2 separate regions of the Sus scrofa genome follow, and region 2 is linked to region 1. Evidence: chromatin contacts called from public HiChIP or PLAC-seq data. All regions are on one chromosome and are shown on one strand. Each heading gives the region's core, a stretch centred on a gene start, on an enhancer-like site or on the middle of the called end of the contact. The rest is flanking DNA. Distances are from core to core; before and after follow the strand shown. Region 1 holds the start of WIPF1 (WAS/WASL-interacting protein family member 1). Region 2 holds the start of ATP5G3 (ATP synthase, H+ transporting, mitochondrial Fo complex subunit C3 (subunit 9)).

The links. HiChIP or PLAC-seq counts read pairs in DNA pulled down with a chosen protein or histone mark.
Region 2: a contact with region 1 is called in an H3K27ac HiChIP or PLAC-seq map of alveolar macrophages. The contact joins the promoter of ATP5G3 here to the promoter of WIPF1 in region 1. A contact is called at or near these places in 1 of 47 Hi-C or Micro-C datasets (subcutaneous adipose tissue) and 1 of 2 datasets of contacts at active chromatin or transcription factors (alveolar macrophages).

What each region holds. Positions count from the first base shown.
Region 1 is chr15:80,644,381-80,648,874 of Sscrofa11.1, reverse strand. WIPF1 (WAS/WASL-interacting protein family member 1) reads left to right here and starts at 2,413. Exons shown (of 9, transcript XM_021074985.1): 1 at 2,413-2,565.
Region 2 is chr15:81,091,790-81,096,120 of Sscrofa11.1, reverse strand. It overlaps ATP5G3 (ATP synthase, H+ transporting, mitochondrial Fo complex subunit C3 (subunit 9)), which reads left to right and starts at 1,824. Exons shown (of 5, transcript NM_001244862.1): 1 at 1,824-1,875; 2 at 2,073-2,184; 3 at 3,370-3,447; 4 at 3,957-4,150. The coding sequence starts at 2,146.

The DNA.
Region 1 (4,494 bases), core at 1,164-3,663:
ACAGGCATTTAACTAGTAATCATGAGAAGCAGATAATTGTTAGAGGAAGTTCTAAACCACCATAGGGCTAGTTTAGAGGTTAGGCTGAGTCCCAAATGGTGGCTCTGCAATGGTAAGCCCAGGCACATACATGTCATTAATAATACCATGTTCTGGTAAATTTGTCTTAATTTCTCCCCTCTCAATGTCCTCCTATCTAGCATCCCTTCTCCTTCTTTCTCAAGATCGTCATAACATTTCTAGCCTAGTTTCATCTTCAAGCAGCATTCAAGAAGCCATTTTTTTTCTTCATTCATTCACATCAAAATGTCCATGACTATAAAGGTTTAGCAGAATATCCTTCCTGCTACTAACTTCATTCAGTATCTTCATTTTAAGGTACGAGTTGACATCACCCAAGGGAAGAAGGTATCTGTGGTAGGATTTTAGGTTTCGATCTTTTTAAATTAATTTTTTAACTTTTTTGGCTTGAAATTATTTCAAACTTAGAATTAAGTTGTGAAAACAGTAAAAAAAAATAATAAAATAAATAAATAAATATTTTTTTTTCCCAAGTACCCTTCACTCAGCTTCCCCAAATGTTAGCATCTCACAAAACTATAGCTCAATTACTGAAACTAGAAAATTACCACTGATAAAATACGATTCAGGTTTTAACCTTATTGACAGACGGTGTTGTTGTCTGAGGAAAGAGAGCCAGGGCACTCTGGACAAATGATCATTGGCTTTATGGGTGATTTAAAACAGGAGACAATTCAGAACACCCTTTATTTTTGGCTTCTGATGATGAAAGTATCAGAAGGAACAAGTATTTTATCTTCCTAATTTTCTTTTGTGTGTACTAATGCAAAATTTACATGGATTTTTGGAAGACATGAGTTCTTATCCCAACCAGTATTTAATCAATTGTTTAAAAGTTGTCAGGAGCTCTACTGGGCTTTGGGGAATTAAAGATAAGTGAAAATTGCTGTTCTACCTGTGTGCTGTTGCTCTGCTCATCTTTAGAGGGATTATCACATTTAATCCTCACAACATTCCTAAAAGGCTAAGAGCTATTGTTATTCCTATTTGACTGAAGCACAAATTGAGGCTTAGAGGGCTGGTAGGAGGCAGCTCCCGGGCTTTTAACTTTCATGACACCTTGTGATAAATGCTTTGGTTTTTTTTCCAAGTCTGGAATAATACGTTGACATATGCAATGGCTTGTCTTCATTTTATGTAAAACATAACATGCATATCACCACGGAAATGGCTGAAAAAGAAAAGCTTACCCAAAGATGGGTTCATTCAGGGACAAAAGTTTGTCATTGAGAAGTTTACCCATGTTACTAAATCTCTTTCCCAGAAGAATTATTGTATCTGTTAAGAGCATGTCAAGGTGCAAAGGTGCACATGGGGACTGGCCTACAAGCAGACAGCCTAAAGTCAAGGATGAAGGGCCTCTTCAAGCTAGGACATCCATTCTGAAGTGCATGTATTCCCACCTGTCCTGCTTTTATTCGAGGGATATACAGCCTTGGTATTTTAACATGAATAAACATGAAAACCATTTTAATGGTTTAACATTTTAACCATGTAATATGATTACATGGTTATTATATCGATCACAATTTGTTGTTCTTTTCAAACACATAGATTCTAACATCTGTGTTGTCTTAGTGTGAGCTTGTGCTTGGATCCTGGAGGTGGCCGCTTTCAGAGCTGGTCAGTAACAGCTCCGGCAATGGCGTAGAACCTCAGGTTTCTCCAACTGTTTGCTGCTGGTGCTACCATATTTGAGGATGTGGGTGGCTGATTAGCTACATCCCTACTAGGAGTGGAACTACTCAGAGAATCCTGCTGGTTCTTGGTGGGGGGACTTGCCTTCTTTCCATAAGACGAGCACTGCTGTCCCCACACAGTGGGCAGAGAGAAAGATGCAGGTGGACCTTGGGTCTTTGTGGGTGCCACTCCATTTTAAAATTCATTTTTTTAAGATGAATTTCAATTTAAGGTGTTTCCAAGCCGGACTCTCTGAGGACAGAGAAGGCCGGGAAAAGTCTTTCCCTCTCTTGGGGTTGCGGGGGGTCGGGTACGGGGGTGGTGATGGCGGTGGTGAAGGGACCCCGACAGCGGGAAGCTGTGGAGTCTTCGGAGGAAAGGGCCCTGGAGCTGGACACCCCTTCCAGTTCCCACCTCTTTGCAAACCCAGGGGAGGGGAAGGAGCGACACAGGAGCCCCAGCTTCCAATCGCCCCATTGCTGCCACGCTCCGTCGAGGCCCTAGGCCGTGGGGCGCAGAGCCTCAGCTCCAGGCAGCGCGGGCGCGGCGCACAGAGAGGAGGCGAAGGGCCGGCAGCGGCCTCGCGGCGCGTCCACATGCGGCGGGGCCGCAGGGGGGGCGGGGGGGACGGGGAGCCGAGGGGGAGGGTTTACATCCCAGCGAAGTTCCCGGATGGTCGCAGCCTCCCGGCGCTGAGCGCTTTTCCTGCCCGGCCGGCTCAGCCCTACGAACCGGGGAGAAGTTTCCCTAAGAAAAATGCCCGGCGCGCCGCAGGGCCCTGGAGCTGCCCGGAGCCGTTGCACGGTAAGGGACGCGCCGCTGCCGCTGCCAAGGGCGCGACCGGGTTCCGGGGACTCAGGGCAGCGCCCGTGGAGACCCTCTAGGCCCCCAGGGACCCCGAGGAGGGCTGGGCTGGGCATCTCGGCTCGGCGCCGGGTGGGCGCGGGCGGGGGCCGCGGGGACGTCGGGGCTGCGTCCGCTGCGGGCGGGGGCGGGCGCGCGGTCTCGGGAGGGGCGGACTCGGGCCCCGCGGCTTGCGCGTCCAGTACCCGCGGGCAGAGAAGGAAGGGGCGGCGGACCGTGAGGGTCCGGACGCGGGCGCCTTCTGGGCTGGGCGCGCCGCTGGGCTCCGCAGATCTCCGGCCACCCGGGGGCTCGGCCCGGCTCCCGGCTTAGGTACCCACGGCAGGGGCTTCGCTGCGATGCGCTGGGGCCGCGTCTACCCCACCCATGACAGGCGAATGGAGACTTTAGGGCACCCCGAGGCCAGTTTCTGCCAGGGAGCTGCCTCTGCTTCTTCTCAGGGGAGTTGTGCCCATCCCGCAACGCGGCTTCCCAGACTCGCCTCCCGCCGGGTGCCCCAGGCTGAGCCTCGCGCTGCGGGCAGTGTAGACGCTTGCGTTAGATGTGTGCGGTGACCTTAAAGGACGTCCAGTCCCCGTCAGCTCTTTTCCCCCCAGGGCCTCTCCGGAACTTTCGGAACGGCTTCACTTCAGTCTCACTCCCTCTACTTTTTCTGTTAACATATTTTTTTTTTCTTCTTTTTTTAAAGTACTGTTAGAGAAAGTTGCAAGCGTAAGAGAAACCAGCTGACCCAATCCGGGCGACCCAAATCTTCAACTCGTGGTTAGACTTTGGACTCCTGGAGCTTAACAAAGGGTGTGTCTGTGAGGAACCGAGCCTGGCCAGGTCCTCTGGTCCTGCTTAATCCCAGAGGAATACATATTCCTTCCTGGGCCACGGGCTGCTGACTTTATCTCAGTTCTCTGGGAAGCCTCTCAAGTTGTCAGCAGTGACTGGGTGGACTTGGTCCCATTTTGTGAAAATTGTGTGACACCGTTGTCCCCTGAATAGTCACTGGATTCCACCCCCAATCACTGGCCGAGTGTAGTCCCAGACTTTAGGCGGTGCAGCCGCGGAGCCGCTGGACCGAATCCCACCCTGGGTGGGTTTTCTTTTGCCAGTTTCCCAAGGCAATTCCAAAACAATACTGTAGCTTCATTTTGAGTCGTTGGCATATTTTTCCTCCTCAGAAAAAGCCTTTTTCTGTTAACGGTTAAAATAACTCCAAAGAGTTTTCATTTTCAGTTTTTATGAAATACCCTTGGACTTCTGGAGGTGAGAAAATCAGCATAGGCCATTGGCATTTGCATCTTAATTCCTCTTTACAGTGCTCACAAGACTGCTTTCTCCTCTTGTGTATCTTGACTCATCTGTCATCTTCACAGGGCTGAGTCTCAGGGACCAAATCCCCAGCTACCTGTAGCAGCCCATTACCCGTTGAGTGGAATTGTGCAGACTGGACTTTGCAGTGGTTATTAGACTATTCTAGTAACCTCATCATCTTTTTTGGCTCCCTGAGCAGCACAAAAACTCTTAGGTTTTTGTGATGTAGAGCAAAAAGATTTGTAAGCAAGGTAAGATCAGATGTGGGTTCATTTAGAGACAGTGAGATTATTTCCAGCTGTAGAGATTCATGCCTTTCATTTGTTTGTTCATTTCACCAATTAAGTGTCACTTTCTGGTCCTTTAGGCATATCATGTGTATTGTGCAACTTGAGCCTCACTTATCCAAGAAATGGAGTTGATAACCTTTGCCCTTTCTCCATCTCATCCTGTGAGGATCAAGTGGGATAATGGTGTGTGAAGCAGCAAAAAGCAGCACAGCACAAGGCATTAGAGGGGCACCATGCAGTATGTAGCACCATGACATGAGAGCAATAAAGAGCTAAA
Region 2 (4,331 bases), core at 575-3,074, 450 kb before region 1:
TTCTACCTTAGATATCACAGGATGTCATATCACACTTCAGGGAAGAACTGAGTACCTGAGGAAACATAATCTCTCTTTGAATTACTCATATGAATAATCTCCATTTTATGGGCTCAATATTGAGCCTGAAACTATTAACTTTCATGGGATTTCGAACCATTGGCATGTGAATTTGAATCAGTGCAAAGTCTTATTCATTTTTCAAGGGGTTTTTTTTTGTTTGTTTTTTGTTTTTTGGGTTTTTTTTGTCTTTTTGCCTTTTCTAGGGCTGCTCCAGCAGCATATGGAGTTTCCCAGGCTAGGGGTCAATCAGAGCTGTAGCCACCGGCCTACGCCAGAGCCACAGCAACGTGAGATCCAAGCTGCATCTGCAACCTACACCACAGCTCATGGCAAGGCCGGATCCCTAACCCACTAAGCAAGGCCAGGGACCGAACCCCCAACCTCATGGTTCCTAGTCAGATTCGTTAACCACTACACCACCACGGGAACTCCCATTTTTCAAGTTTTAGTTCTGAGGGCTTCTCCTGAGGATTGCTGCTAGATGATACTGCATCCTTATGCCAACTAGGAAAAAAGTGATCTTCTGGGTCCATGTTGTCCCATGCCAGGGTTCTAGGCCAAGTGGGTAGGATTTCAGTACCCAGGTATTCCTACAACTGGGTATACTAGATATTTAATCTTTTACGTTGCATCACTTCTGATAGACACTTGTTATAACTACTAAGTCAAATTTACAGAATTCAAGGACCTACCAAGAAGTCCAGTAATAGCCATTTTCCTGAGATATTTCTGTATTCAATAGAAAATGACTTATCCAAGGTTACCAAAAAACAAGTGTTAAAATTAGGTCAGTTTTGAAAATACTCAGACTTTCTTTAGTTCCTGGCCCTACAAAAAAAAAAAAAAAAAAAAAAAAAAAAAAAAAACAAAAACAAAAACAAACAAACCAAAAAAAAAAAAAAAAATTTACAAACCCTTAGTTCTTCTAATCTTAGGACTGGAAGAAAAACTGACCTCCCTCACTTCACCAAGAAGCAACTCTGTGCCCAAAGTCACAAAACTCATTCCTTTGCCCAGGTCAGATCCACTTTTACCCAAAAGATTAGCTAGACTTCTAGAACTCTTTTCCAGATTCCTTTAAAGAAATGCATTCACTTTGCTAGGGACTCTAGTTTCTTCTGTCAAACAATGAATGAACCCTTTCACCACAGGGTCCTATTTCACATAGGGAGGGAATGACCAGGAAGGGGGTTTCTCTATGAATGAGACCTAGCAACCTCTCTTTAAGAATGTATCAAATGAGTTCCCATTGTGGTGCAGCAGAAACGAACCCGCCTAGTAACTGCGAGGTTCAGGGTTCAATGCCTGGCCTCACTCAGTGGGATAAGGATCCGGCTTTGCCATGAGCTGTGGTGTAGGTCAGCAGACCCGCTCGGATCCTGCATTGCTGTGGCCCGCAGCTACAGCTCCAATTCAACCCCTAGCCTGGAAGCCTCCATATGCCTCAGGTGAGGCCCTAAAAAGCGAAAATATATATATGTGTGTGTCAAATGAAAGATAAAGTCCCACTGTCCTGCGACTAGTTTAGATCAAAAGCCGTTCGGTTTCCTCTGCCTGGGCTGTCTTTAATTTCTTTTTCTCTCCTTCACCACCTTCTGCCCGCCAAGCCATCTCAGAGTGGCTGTCGCTGTCCTTCCCAACTGGTTACCAATAAAGTTGTTACAAAGTGACCTTGAACGTCTTCCGGGCTCGCGGGATTCCCCGCCTTCTCCATCCGGGTGCCGGGGCGCGAATAAGAGCCGGACTGCGTCTGCGCGCCCAGCCCCACTTCTTCGACCTCTGCCGCAGCGGCCGCCGCCACCTCGCCGGAAGGTAAGCGGAGGGCTCGGGAGCCTGGCCTGGCTGGGGTGGAGCCGCGCCCAGGAGGGACCCATTCATTCTGCTGGATTCTGCTGGCGCCTCGCTGGGCGCGCGGCCCAAGCTGACCGCGTGCACGGGAACCCGCGGGACCTGGGTAGAAGGACAGGCCCTTGGAGAGCACTTGACCTTAAGCCTCTTTGCCCCCGCAGAGAGGAAGCGGGAGAGGAGCTTACATCGCCTGCCGCCCAAGTCTTCCAGCCGCGCCGCCCAGAAGAGTGCAAGATGTTCGCCTGCACCAAGCTCGCCTGCACCCCCGCTCTGGTGCGTAGCCCATGCCGGGCTGGGGACCGAGGGTCGAATGTCTTGGCCTGGGCGTCCACGTTGTCGAACGGGTCACCTCCGGGCAGGACACACCGCGCTCTCGGGATATCTCTCCCTCGCCCCTCAACCTCTGTGTCCTTTTTTTCTTTTCCTTCTTTTTCTGGGGCTTCTCACTCTCCTCCTCCCCTCCTACGGTATTGAAGAGCCACCGAGGCCTAGCTGTCAGGCCCCACTCGGCGTAGGTCAAACCCTCCTTCCCCCCTCGTCGTGGAGCGGCTCCCTCCCGCACCCCCTCCATCACCCTGTTGGGTCGGGGCCCGGTGGAGGTTGGGGTGCAGAGGGGGAAGGAGGGAGGCTGCCGGGGCCTAGTTCACCGCCGGCGCGCTCTCCATTGCAGATCTGTAGGTCAAATTCGCTGCTGCAGAGGGAGGGACTTTGCCTCTCCCCGTGTGGGCGGAGGCAGGTGGTGCAAGAGCCTGGAGTCTTTCTTCCTGCCTTTGGGATGTTATTTCCATAGTCGTTTTGCACGCCTTTGGTGGAGTGAAGATCTGAGGGATTTGCCTTAGAGAATCAGGTCTCGGTTCTGAAGGGATTTTCTGTGACCTTAGTTCAGTGGACACTCAAGGACGGAGAAGGTGGACTGGAATGTGTCCTTATGGTCAGAGTGTTTCGACGATTGTGTTTTTCCTAATATGGAATAGCTTAAACTGCTTTTTAATTTTGAGATTAATGGACATATAAGAATATCTTAGAAATAGTGGGAGCTCATATTAACTAATGGGCTGTTTTAAATGTCAAGCATTTATAGCACTGATGCCCGAACCTGTTGATCCACTTAAAATTACCGAAGAATGTGGGGCGTTTATTGCTGGGGTTTTTATCTGAATTGTGGTACTACAAGAATTGAAATTTTAAAAGCAATACTTATTCTTTTTAACTAGTTGTTCTTAGAGGTTTTGTTCAGAGTATTACAAATACATTATGAAGCAAGCTTTAAAATGCATTAGCAACTTTATCAAGATTCTTTCATAACCAGTGTAGCCAAATAAGAATCAATAGAGAAAAGTCATGATCTTTTTGATTCATTTTTGCTGCTTTCTTTTTCAGAGTTCATAGTGCAAGAAGGGGCCTTGAAGTCTTATCTGTATTCTTATTTAATACACAGAATCTTTTTTTCATTAACAGATCCGAGCTGGATCCAGAGTTGCATACAGACCAATTTCTGCATCAGTGTTATCTCGACCAGAGGCCAGGCCTGGAGAGGTAAAAGTAGTAATAATAGAAATTAAGTAACACTATCAAGTAAGCCTTAGGATTTTGATTAAAGGGGAAAACCTTCATTAATGAATGGTTTGAGCCAGTCCTTTCTACTCTTGAATGGAAAATATTTGCAGAGAATGAGCCAGTGAAAGAAACTTCTATATCCAAAACTTAACCACCCAACTCAGCTAAGAAATATAGTCAGTATGTATATATTTAAGTATATTGTTTTGCATTGCCTGTATTTAAGATTATGGTGGTAAGTTACTGAGAAGCTTACTCTCTTAAAAAGCATATGCACTGTTTCTTAATTTTTAAAAATCTTAACTCAGTGTAGGTATTGTTATTCCTATTTAAGATTGGACTTGTTCTAAGCCGTTGATTTTTCTGTTGTGTGACACCATCTCCTATGCAAACTCAGCTACAAAAGAGAAGTAGTTGTCATTTTGACAGTACCTAATAGCTAACTGTGATTACTGATTTGACCTTTGCCTTTATTTCCTGTTCTTTAGGGCTCGACGGTATTTAATGGGGCCCAGAATGGTGTGTCTCAGCCAATCCAAAGGGAGTTTCAGACCAGTGCAGTCAGCAGAGACATTGATACTGCAGCCAAATTTATTGGTGCAGGTGCTGCAACAGTAGGAGTGGCTGGTTCTGGTGCTGGTATTGGAACAGTCTTTGGCAGCCTCATCATTGGATATGCCAGGTAATTTCAAGTGCCAAATACACTAGTTTAAAAACACACTTGAAGTAGTGGGAAACTTAGAAAACTAGTGAAATAATAATGGCTACTTTGTATTAAGTGCCCATGTCTTACATTTATATTTTGAGGACTTTGCATGTATTATCTCACCGCTCCCAACATCCCTTGGAGAAACACTTCAGTT